Regions from separate parts of the Sus scrofa genome. Here region 2 is linked to region 1. The links are chromatin contacts, called in public Hi-C maps. All regions are on one chromosome and are shown on one strand. The core of a region is the stretch at or near the end of the contact, and the rest is flanking DNA. Distances in the headings are between cores, read along the strand shown. Region 1 holds the start of KLHDC9 (kelch domain-containing protein 9). Region 2 has its middle 31 kb from the start of F11R.

Region 1 (4,210 bases), core at 575-3,074:
AGTGCTGTACTGCCTTCTTCCCACCTCCCTTGCCCAGAATAGAAAGGAGACGCGACAGTGCAGTAGTTCGGTTGAGAGGCGGGGTGGGGGTGGGGGGTAATAGTGATAAAAGTTCAGGGTCTTAGACTTGGAGAATTCCCGGGGAAGAAGGGGCTAGGGTGAGGATGTAGATAAACTGCCTGCAAATTTGGTTTTTCCAGAGTATAGATGAAGGGAGGATGGAAGGTTTGGGGGCAAGTGGTGTCATACCAATAGGTGCGGGCGCCAGGATCCAGCCTTAGCGTGTAGATGCTTCCATAGCGGCGCTGAGTGCGGGTCCCTCCCTCCCTGCCTGCCACCCTCAGCTCTCGGTCGGAGAGGCTGGTACAGGTGTGACTACTGAGGCCGGCAGGGGGGCGGTTGCCGGGGGCGGCGTTCCACACCTCCCACACACCCTGCTCTGTGTCCAGAGCGGCCACTGTGGCCAGGCGGCGCGACCCGTCCCAGCCGCCCACCACACAAAGCCAGCGCCCGCCCACCGGTGCAGCGTCATGATGGCTGCGCCTCGGTCCGCCCGGGGCTCGCACCTGCACCGCCTGACCCCTAGCAGGGTCGAACACCACCGTATCACTGCTCGGCTCTCTTGCTCCCCCGGCTAGGAGACCCCCCACCAGATAGAACCGTCCCCGCAGTTCGGTGCATGAATGGAAGGCCCGCGCCAGCAGCGGGTCCCGCGCCACTGGCCGCCAGGTCCAGCCCGAGCCCCCTGCCCCACCCCCTACCCCCGCCATGGGCCCGGGGAGGTTGGGCTGCTGGGCCCGCTGTCCCGCGCCCCTACATGGGAGTCCAAGCTTCCCTCAAACCGCTCCTACCGGAAGCCCGGATCCCCACCTCAAGACACCAGCTTTTTTCCACCGTCGCCCAGCAACAACGGCGGTGGCTGCAGCGCGACCGCTGCAAACTGAAGGTCGGAAAGCACCGGTTACCGTGGAAACAGGAGACCTAGGTAGCCACAGGAATCAGATTCTGTTGTCACCATGGCTACGGGAGCTGTGTGAGGTCAATAAAATCTTGAAAAATTGTTAAACTCAGAAAATCAGAGGGCAGTCTGTTCCTCAGAAGGACTCCTATTATCTAAACTGCGAATTCACTTGCGATTATGATGTTTGAGGTGCAGGTGTTGTTCCGCAGGGGGTGAACGTCCTTTTGACGTTTTTCTAATTCATATTGATGTCCCCGGGGGCGAGGTAGGAACAGGAACCTAAAGTCAGAGTAAGAAGTGGACTAAGCACTGACCTGAGAGTCAGGAAACTTGGGTTCTGGTTCCAACTATATCCTTATTCCTCAAGTGATTGTTTTCCTCCAGGCCTCTTTTTCTCATTTATAAAATGTGCCGTCGGGGAGTTCTCTGGTGGCTCAGCGGGTTAAGGAGCCGGCGTTGTCACTGCTGTGGCTCAGATTGCTGCTGTGACGCGGGTTGGGTCCCTGGCCCAGGAATTCCTCCCAGCCGTCGGCCCCAAATATGCTATTGGGTTTTTCCTTAGGAGTCTTCCACTGCGCGGAAAAGGCAGGAAGGTCCTGATTGACTGGGTGGGACAGTCCTTTCCTCTCTGGCCACTAGGGGGTAGTAGAACTCAGTCTCTCAGGGCACATTGTGTTTATTTGTGTGTGTTGGGGAGGGAGATTGGATTGGGGGGAAATACCTCAGGCATACTTGAGCCTTGGAGAACTTTTCAGTATTGAGTCAAAAGAAAAGTAATTCCTTATTTCGTCTTGTCTCATAGGTTCACACAGCACAAGGATACAGGTACTGTAGCATCTGGAACTCAGAATTAAGGACAGAGAGTTTCTCCTGATAAGATCCAGGGCAGAAGCTGCCCAGCCTTAAAAGCTGGTTGTGGATGATGTGGGGGAGGAGTGAGAAAACCATACTCCTGCCCCTCCCTAGTATCTTCCTTTTTTTTCAGCCAGGTTCCTGAGCTGCTTCTTAACTCTGTCCTTCCAAGACCCTGTGAAGAATGAAGAGGCCCAGATCCAAGCTGGCTAATATTAGCTATAGGTGAAAATGCAGACAGATTTCTGCTCCCGACAGAAACAGGACGGTGTTCCCCAGGGCTGGGCTGTTAATGGGAGTGATGACTGCTGACTTTGTTGTTGTTGTTGTTGAGTTGTATGAGCTGTTTGTATATTTTGAAAATTAAGCCCTTGTCGGTCACATCATTTGCAATATTTTCTCCCAATCCGTAGGTGTTTTTGTTTTGTTTATAGTTTCCTGTGACTACTTAATTTTGCCTTGGGTTTCTATACAGCAACTTGATCCTCAGCATGCCTAAGAAACTGAGGCCATGGAGAGTGGCTAGGGCTGCTGTGGAGATGGACATGTAACTCAGGGATCTGACAGCACAGCTGGGCTCTTTCTGCTCCTGATCTTAACTCCTGGTCCTTAGAGAAAACAGCCTGAGGAGGGTGTGGATAGTAAGGCCCGGTTAGAGAGACTGGAAGGTACCAGGACCTGTTCCTCATGTATACCTTAAAGCTGTGACTCAATAGTAGCTTTCAAAGTCTCTGCCCACCCAACTATAGCATCTTCAATTTCCTGGGTCTGACAAAGAGCATCTTCAGTTTTCCAGATCATGGTAACAAATCACTAAGTTGTTTTTTTGTTTGTTTGTTTTTTTGTCTTTTTAGGGCCACACCCATGGCATATGGAGGTTCCCAGGCTAGGGGTCCAGTTGGAGCTGCAGCCTCTGGCCTACGCCAGAGCCACAGCAACTGGGGATCCGAACCACATCTGCAACCTATACAACCTACACCACAGTTCAGGGCAATGCAGGATCCTTAACCCACTGAGCAAAGCCAGGAATGGAAGCCGAGTCCTCATGGATAGTAGTTGGATTCATTAACCACTGAGCCACGACGGGAACTCCCACAAATCCCTAACTTCTAATATCCTTGACTGAAATCTGAAAGCCAGTCTTTTCCCTAGGGCTCCTGACTGGCTGACCTCACAGCAGCTGGATTCAGATCTGTCACACTCCTACCATTTAGGCAAGGAGCTGCCTGGAGGGATAGTGTCATTTTGCTTAAATCGTATTGGCCTATATGCCCATTTTAGGCTCTTGCTTTTGCTTAAGTCTTTGGCTGTTCTGCCAGACTCATTTTCTGCCTCTCTGGGAGAGAACAGGAAACTCCCCACCCCAGGGGCCTTTCCAGCTCTTCTCTTCCAGCTGTGTTTTCCTTCTCCCCTGAGCTTCAACTCTGACTCTGAGTCCTTAGCAGTTGGCATCTCACTTGGACATGGAGCCAGAATCTCTCATACTCCTTGGCTATATCCCCTCCCCGCCTCCTTAGTTCTGCACCTCCTCTAGTTCCATGTAGTAACTAGAGGTGTCTATCCATTGCTGCCCCAGACACCTAAAGGGAGGATGCCTACCTCCCCTGGTTAGTCTGAATCAAGCTGTATTTGGAAAGAGGCAGAAACTGGGGGAAGGGAGGGAAGAGGAAAAGGGGAAAGAGAAGAGAGAGAGAGAAAGAAAGAAAAGCCAATTTGCACTTGTCTGACACATACTTGACACCCCAGGGAGGCATCTAAAGTGGTCTATGACGACCCTGTAAATGATAGAAAACTGAAAGGATGTTAAGATAAAGTGAAGAAGAATTGTGAGAGATAGGGAGATAGAGCAACAAGGGCTCCTCCTTCTCTGGACCTGAGTTCACTTAATAATAATGTCCAGGGACAGCCTCTGTCCAGGAGTGGGGGTGGGGCAGACAATCCTGAAAGTCTCAGAATCTTGACGTGATCCTACGAATTTGGTGTCCTTGGTTAGCTGTTTTTGGTGAGCAAAGATCCCTACAGCTCAGCTTCCTTGTCTTTTTTTTTTTTTTTTTAGGTCTGCACCTGCGGCATATGGAAGTTCCCGGTCTAGGAGTTGAACCAGAGCTGCAGCACAGGGGTATGCTGGCCTACATCACAGCCACAACAGTGTGGGATATGAGCTGCATCTGTGACCTACGCTGCAACTTATGGCAACGCCAGATTCTTAATCCACCGAGTGAGGCCAGGGATCAAACCTGAATCCTCATGGATACTGGTCAGGTTCTTAACCTACTGAGCCGCAACGGGAAATCCATCAGCTTCCTAGTCTTAGATGTCTGCCCCAACCCCAAATCTACACCCCCTTGTTTCAAACCTTCACAAAACTCTTAATCAATTTTCTCCTTCCCTTAACCC
Region 2 (4,222 bases), core at 1,232-3,731, 110 kb after region 1:
AGCAATAAATGGTGACTGGGGAGTTTCCCTTGTGGCTTAGCGGGTTACGAACTCTACTAGTATATATGAGGACTGGGGTTTGATCCCTGGTCTCACTCAGTGGTTTAAGGATCTGTTGTTGCCCTGAGCTGTGGTGTAGGTCGCAGATGTGGCTTGGATCTGGCATTGCTCTGGCTGTGGCTTAGGCCAGCAGCTGCAGCTCCAATTTGATCCCTAACCTGTGAATTTCCATATGCCAGAAGTGTGGACCCAAAAAAGGACAAGGAAAAAAAAAATGGTGAATAGGTATATGTCCCCAAATCTGAATAAGTCAAGATAACTGAGGAACTGCTATGTCAGCTGTCACCAGCCGTATTACCTCTTGTTTTGTTTGTTTTTGTTTTTGCTCTTTAGGGCCTCACCCATGGCATATGGAAGTTCCCAGGCTAGGGATAGAACTGGAGCTACAGCTGCCAGCCTTTGCCGCAGCCACAGCAACGTCACATCCTTAACTCACTGAGCAAGGCCAGGGATCGAACACGTGTCCTCGTGGATACTAGTCAGGTTCATTATTGCTGAACCATGACAGGAACTGGATTTTTAAATGTTGGTACCACAAGCATTTTGTTCCTGGGCTGTGGGCAGTGGAGACAGTGGAGCAGGGTATATCACCCACCGAGAAGAGAATGAAGTAGCCTCATTTACTCCCCTCTGGAGTTCTTAGTCCTTTCCAGGGGGCTGGACTCCCTGGTTCAGTTCTCTTCCTACCTCTGAACCCAGCTCAGGGTTTAAGGAATTGAGTGGCCAAGGAGGAGTATTGACACCTTCCTCAGAGAGACATTGCCCTACACAGTAAAGGCTGACTGCCAAGAAAGAGTTCCCTTTTTTTATTTTGTCTTTTTGCCATTTCTTGGGCCATTTCCGTGGCATATGGAGGTTCCTAGGCTAGGGGTCTAATTGGAGCTGTAGCCGCCAGCCTACGCCAGAGCCACAGCAACGTGGGATCCGAGCCGCATCTGCAATCTACACCACAGCTCACGGCAACACTGGATCCTTAACCCACTGAGCAAGGCCAGGGATCGAGCCCGCAAACCTCATGGTTCCTAGCCAGATTTCATTAACCACTGAGCCATGACAGGAACTCCAAGAATGAGTTCCCTTTGTCCCGCTGTGAATGCTTGGCACTTGCCATCAACCTCTACATGGATTAAATTATGAGCCACTGCAGCTGCCAACCCATGACAGCCCCTGAGCAGAGCTCAGGGTGAACAGCAGGAGCAAGGCATTCTGCTCTGGGAAAACTGGAAGAACATTTTTAGGAGATTTCATGTGCCCAGTTCTTGCATCTCCTCATATCTAGAAAAACACTAAAATCCTTCAGGGTGACATCTGCTTGTGACTGGTAGTAAACTTCAGGAGACCAGCAACAAATTTTTGTAAGATGTGTGTATGCTGCATACACCTCCCCCTCACCTTTATCAGATCCTGATATTTCCCCCTTTGCACCTTGGGTGGTATTTCAGCCCAGTCTGAATACCCCCCAAGTATATACCGTCATCTGTGAATGCAGTCACCTACCAGGGTGAGAGCCGGTGAGTCCTGCAGGCTGTGAAAACTCAGGATGCTGGCCCTGACAGCGGAGGTGCATATCAAAGGAATGATTTCAGTGAGCCCAGGGCTCTTTTGTTCCTGTTCCCAGCCCTTTGTTGCAAAAACTCCTATGTATCCTAGCTCCTACCTTAGCTCCTCGGAACAGTTTCTCTGGGCTAACTCCCAGGCTTAAATCCTAATTTTACCCCAAATAAAATTTAACTCTCAACTTTCAGGTTGTGTCTCTTTTAGTTGACACCGCCCTGGAAGGAGTTTGGCAAGGGCAGTGTGGCTGGGGAATAAAGGAGGAGCAAAGACAACGTCTCAGATCCCAGGCTTCTCTCTTTCTCTCACCTTTTCCCACCTATGTTTTGGCAACATTCCTAGGAATCTGTGATCTCTAATTCTGCAGGCCCTTAACTGCTTCCTGCCTCAATTCCTCACCTAAAATGGCACACAGAACACCCGAAGTCTGTTGTAGGAGGAAAAAAACACATTTTCCCCACTACCCTTCTAGGTTCTCCTGCTGAGACTCTGTACATGAGACTGACAAAAGACAGATTAACAAGGGACAGAGAGGATTTCCCGTGGTGACCCAACATTGGGTCCTTAAACCTGCTGAGCCGCAGCAGGAACTCCAGTAAAGTCTTGTTAATGTAGACTTCACATTAAATTCAGGTTAGTGTAAACAATAAACTATGTGGGTGCGGGTTGTTTTAGTATTCATTTAACTCAGAAAGTTCGGAGAATGGCACATGCTGTAGTCAGTACAAAAGAGGTTAGAATGTAGGTTTTTCACATTAGGGAGGAAGGGGCAGGAAATTTAAGAGAGAAGCAAAAGTGCAAAGGCACAAAAAGCCCTGAAGAAAAGGGACTTTTCCTGCAACTAGATATGCTACCACCAGGTGGAGCCAGACCCTGCGGCCATGGCTCTTCCTATCGTGATACGATGTTACAAGCATGATTTCCTGGAACTAGAGTTAAGCACTGGGAATTAAAAGTAGTTAACTTGATTCATCAGATTGGCGAAATTTAAACAAAGCTTGTATAAGGTAGAAAAAAAATTTACTTATACCATTGCAAGTTCTTGGATGAAGACACACCCACACTGCCAACAATAAAAAGATTAACAGGCAAAAAACACAGAAGTTTAATAACATGTATACCTTCAGTGCCCCTGGAAAGTCATCCAGGAAAACTGAGTGACTCCCCAAAGTGGTCGAAGCACCGTCCTTAAATACTATCTCTAGCTAAAGACATAAAATGTTAGGAGGTTGTGGTGGGGGAGAGAGAGTTATTAGAAGTTTTCTAGCAAAGCACAGTAAGGTTCTTATTCGGATTTAAGCCCATGCCTTCTCCATTGATAAGAAGTTTTTAGAGATTTGGTCATAATGTTGCTGAAATTCGGCCTCTGTCCACTGGTACCGAATAGAAACTTGGAGACAAGAGTTTTGGGTGAAGGAGGAAAAAAAAAAAAAGCTTTATTCATTTGCCGGGCAAAGGAGGGTCACAGCAGGCTAATGCCCTAAAAACTGTGCCCTGTTTCCCCCCACCCCTCATCTTGGGAGAGAATAGGAGATGGTTTTATAATTTGGGATTGACAAATAGGGCCACAGATGAGGATCAGGTAGATGCAAGTTTCACAGTTTTTCAAAGCTGGTGTTAAGTGGTACCAAGACCGGTTCTGGGGGTCCTTCTTCCTGGAATGAAGAATGCTTCATTAACAACTTCCATTTGTTGGGGGGTTTAGTGCTGCAGAAGAACTCAAAAATATTGTTATGTATATTCCTTGAGGAGGGACCAGGACCCTGCCCCAAGGCTGTACTATTGTCTCTTGACTGCTCCTCCCCGGTTTCTACATCCCCCTCCCTTCCCTGATTAGCAACTGTTTGAATTCAGGCAAGATCCAGGAGATTGAATGAGACCTATTTCCTAAAAAGCAGTGGGGGACATAGGTTTTTGTGCCCAGGAACCCCAGAGGGCCCTGCCCGGTTTCAATACTCCTCTTCCTGGTACCGAGAGGAAGACATCCTTCCAAGTGGAGATTTCCTTGATACATGTAAATTCTTACAAAGGGTAACTTCTATTTGGTTTTCTGAGCTTTTCCAGTATCTGCTGTTTTAAAAAAGTAACTAGCTCAAAATTATCCTTACATCATCATTTCCCCTTGTGATGCTGCCAAAACGAATCCTACTAGTATCCTCGAGGATGCAGGTTCGATTCCAAGTCTTGCTCGTGGGTTGAGGATCCAGTTTTGCCTTGAGCTGTGGTGTAGGTTGCAGACATGGCTTGGATCCTGCCTTGTTGTGGCTGTGGTGCAGGCCGGCAGCTGCAGTTCTGATTTGAACCCTAGTCTGGGAACTTTCATATGCCTCAGGTACAGCCCTAAACAAAACAAAACAAAAACCAACAACAAAAAACTGACCTGGCAATCCTGTGACCAAACCAAACTCGGGTCTGCTCACCTGCCATGCAGCAAAGCCTACTGACACCAGGTGGTGGTGAAGGAAAGTTCAACATTTATTGCAAAGAGCCAGGCAAGGACAGTGGGTAGCCTGAGCTCAAAAGACCTGAACTCTCCAATGGCTTTGAGGGAAAAGATTTAAGGCAAAATTTAGGGTGAGAGTTGCAGTTCATGAACTTTTTACATTTT

Evidence for each region. A called contact is a pair of places that touch in the nucleus more often than the background predicts.
Region 2: a Hi-C map of fetal liver shows a contact between it and region 1, with 3 times the contacts expected there. The contact joins the enhancer-like site here to the promoter of KLHDC9 in region 1. A contact is called at or near these places in 1 of 5 promoter capture datasets (liver), 23 of 47 Hi-C or Micro-C datasets (adipose tissue, alveolar macrophages, blood and 13 more) and 1 of 2 datasets of contacts at active chromatin or transcription factors (skeletal muscle).

The regions. Positions count from the first base shown.
Region 1 is chr4:89,342,968-89,347,177 of Sscrofa11.1, forward strand. KLHDC9 (kelch domain-containing protein 9) reads right to left here and starts at 1,825. Exons shown (of 5, transcript XR_001308309.2): 1 at 1,276-1,825; 2 at 852-981.
Region 2 is chr4:89,454,265-89,458,486 of Sscrofa11.1, forward strand. No RefSeq gene overlaps it. Among named protein-coding and RNA genes, the nearest start is that of F11R, 31 kb to the left of the region's middle. Within about 2 kb of position 2,482, at least 8 of the 83 cell types and tissues checked have an H3K27ac peak or open chromatin away from gene starts, as enhancers often do. A contact at or near this core is called in epiblast stem cells and fetal liver, where this site is marked.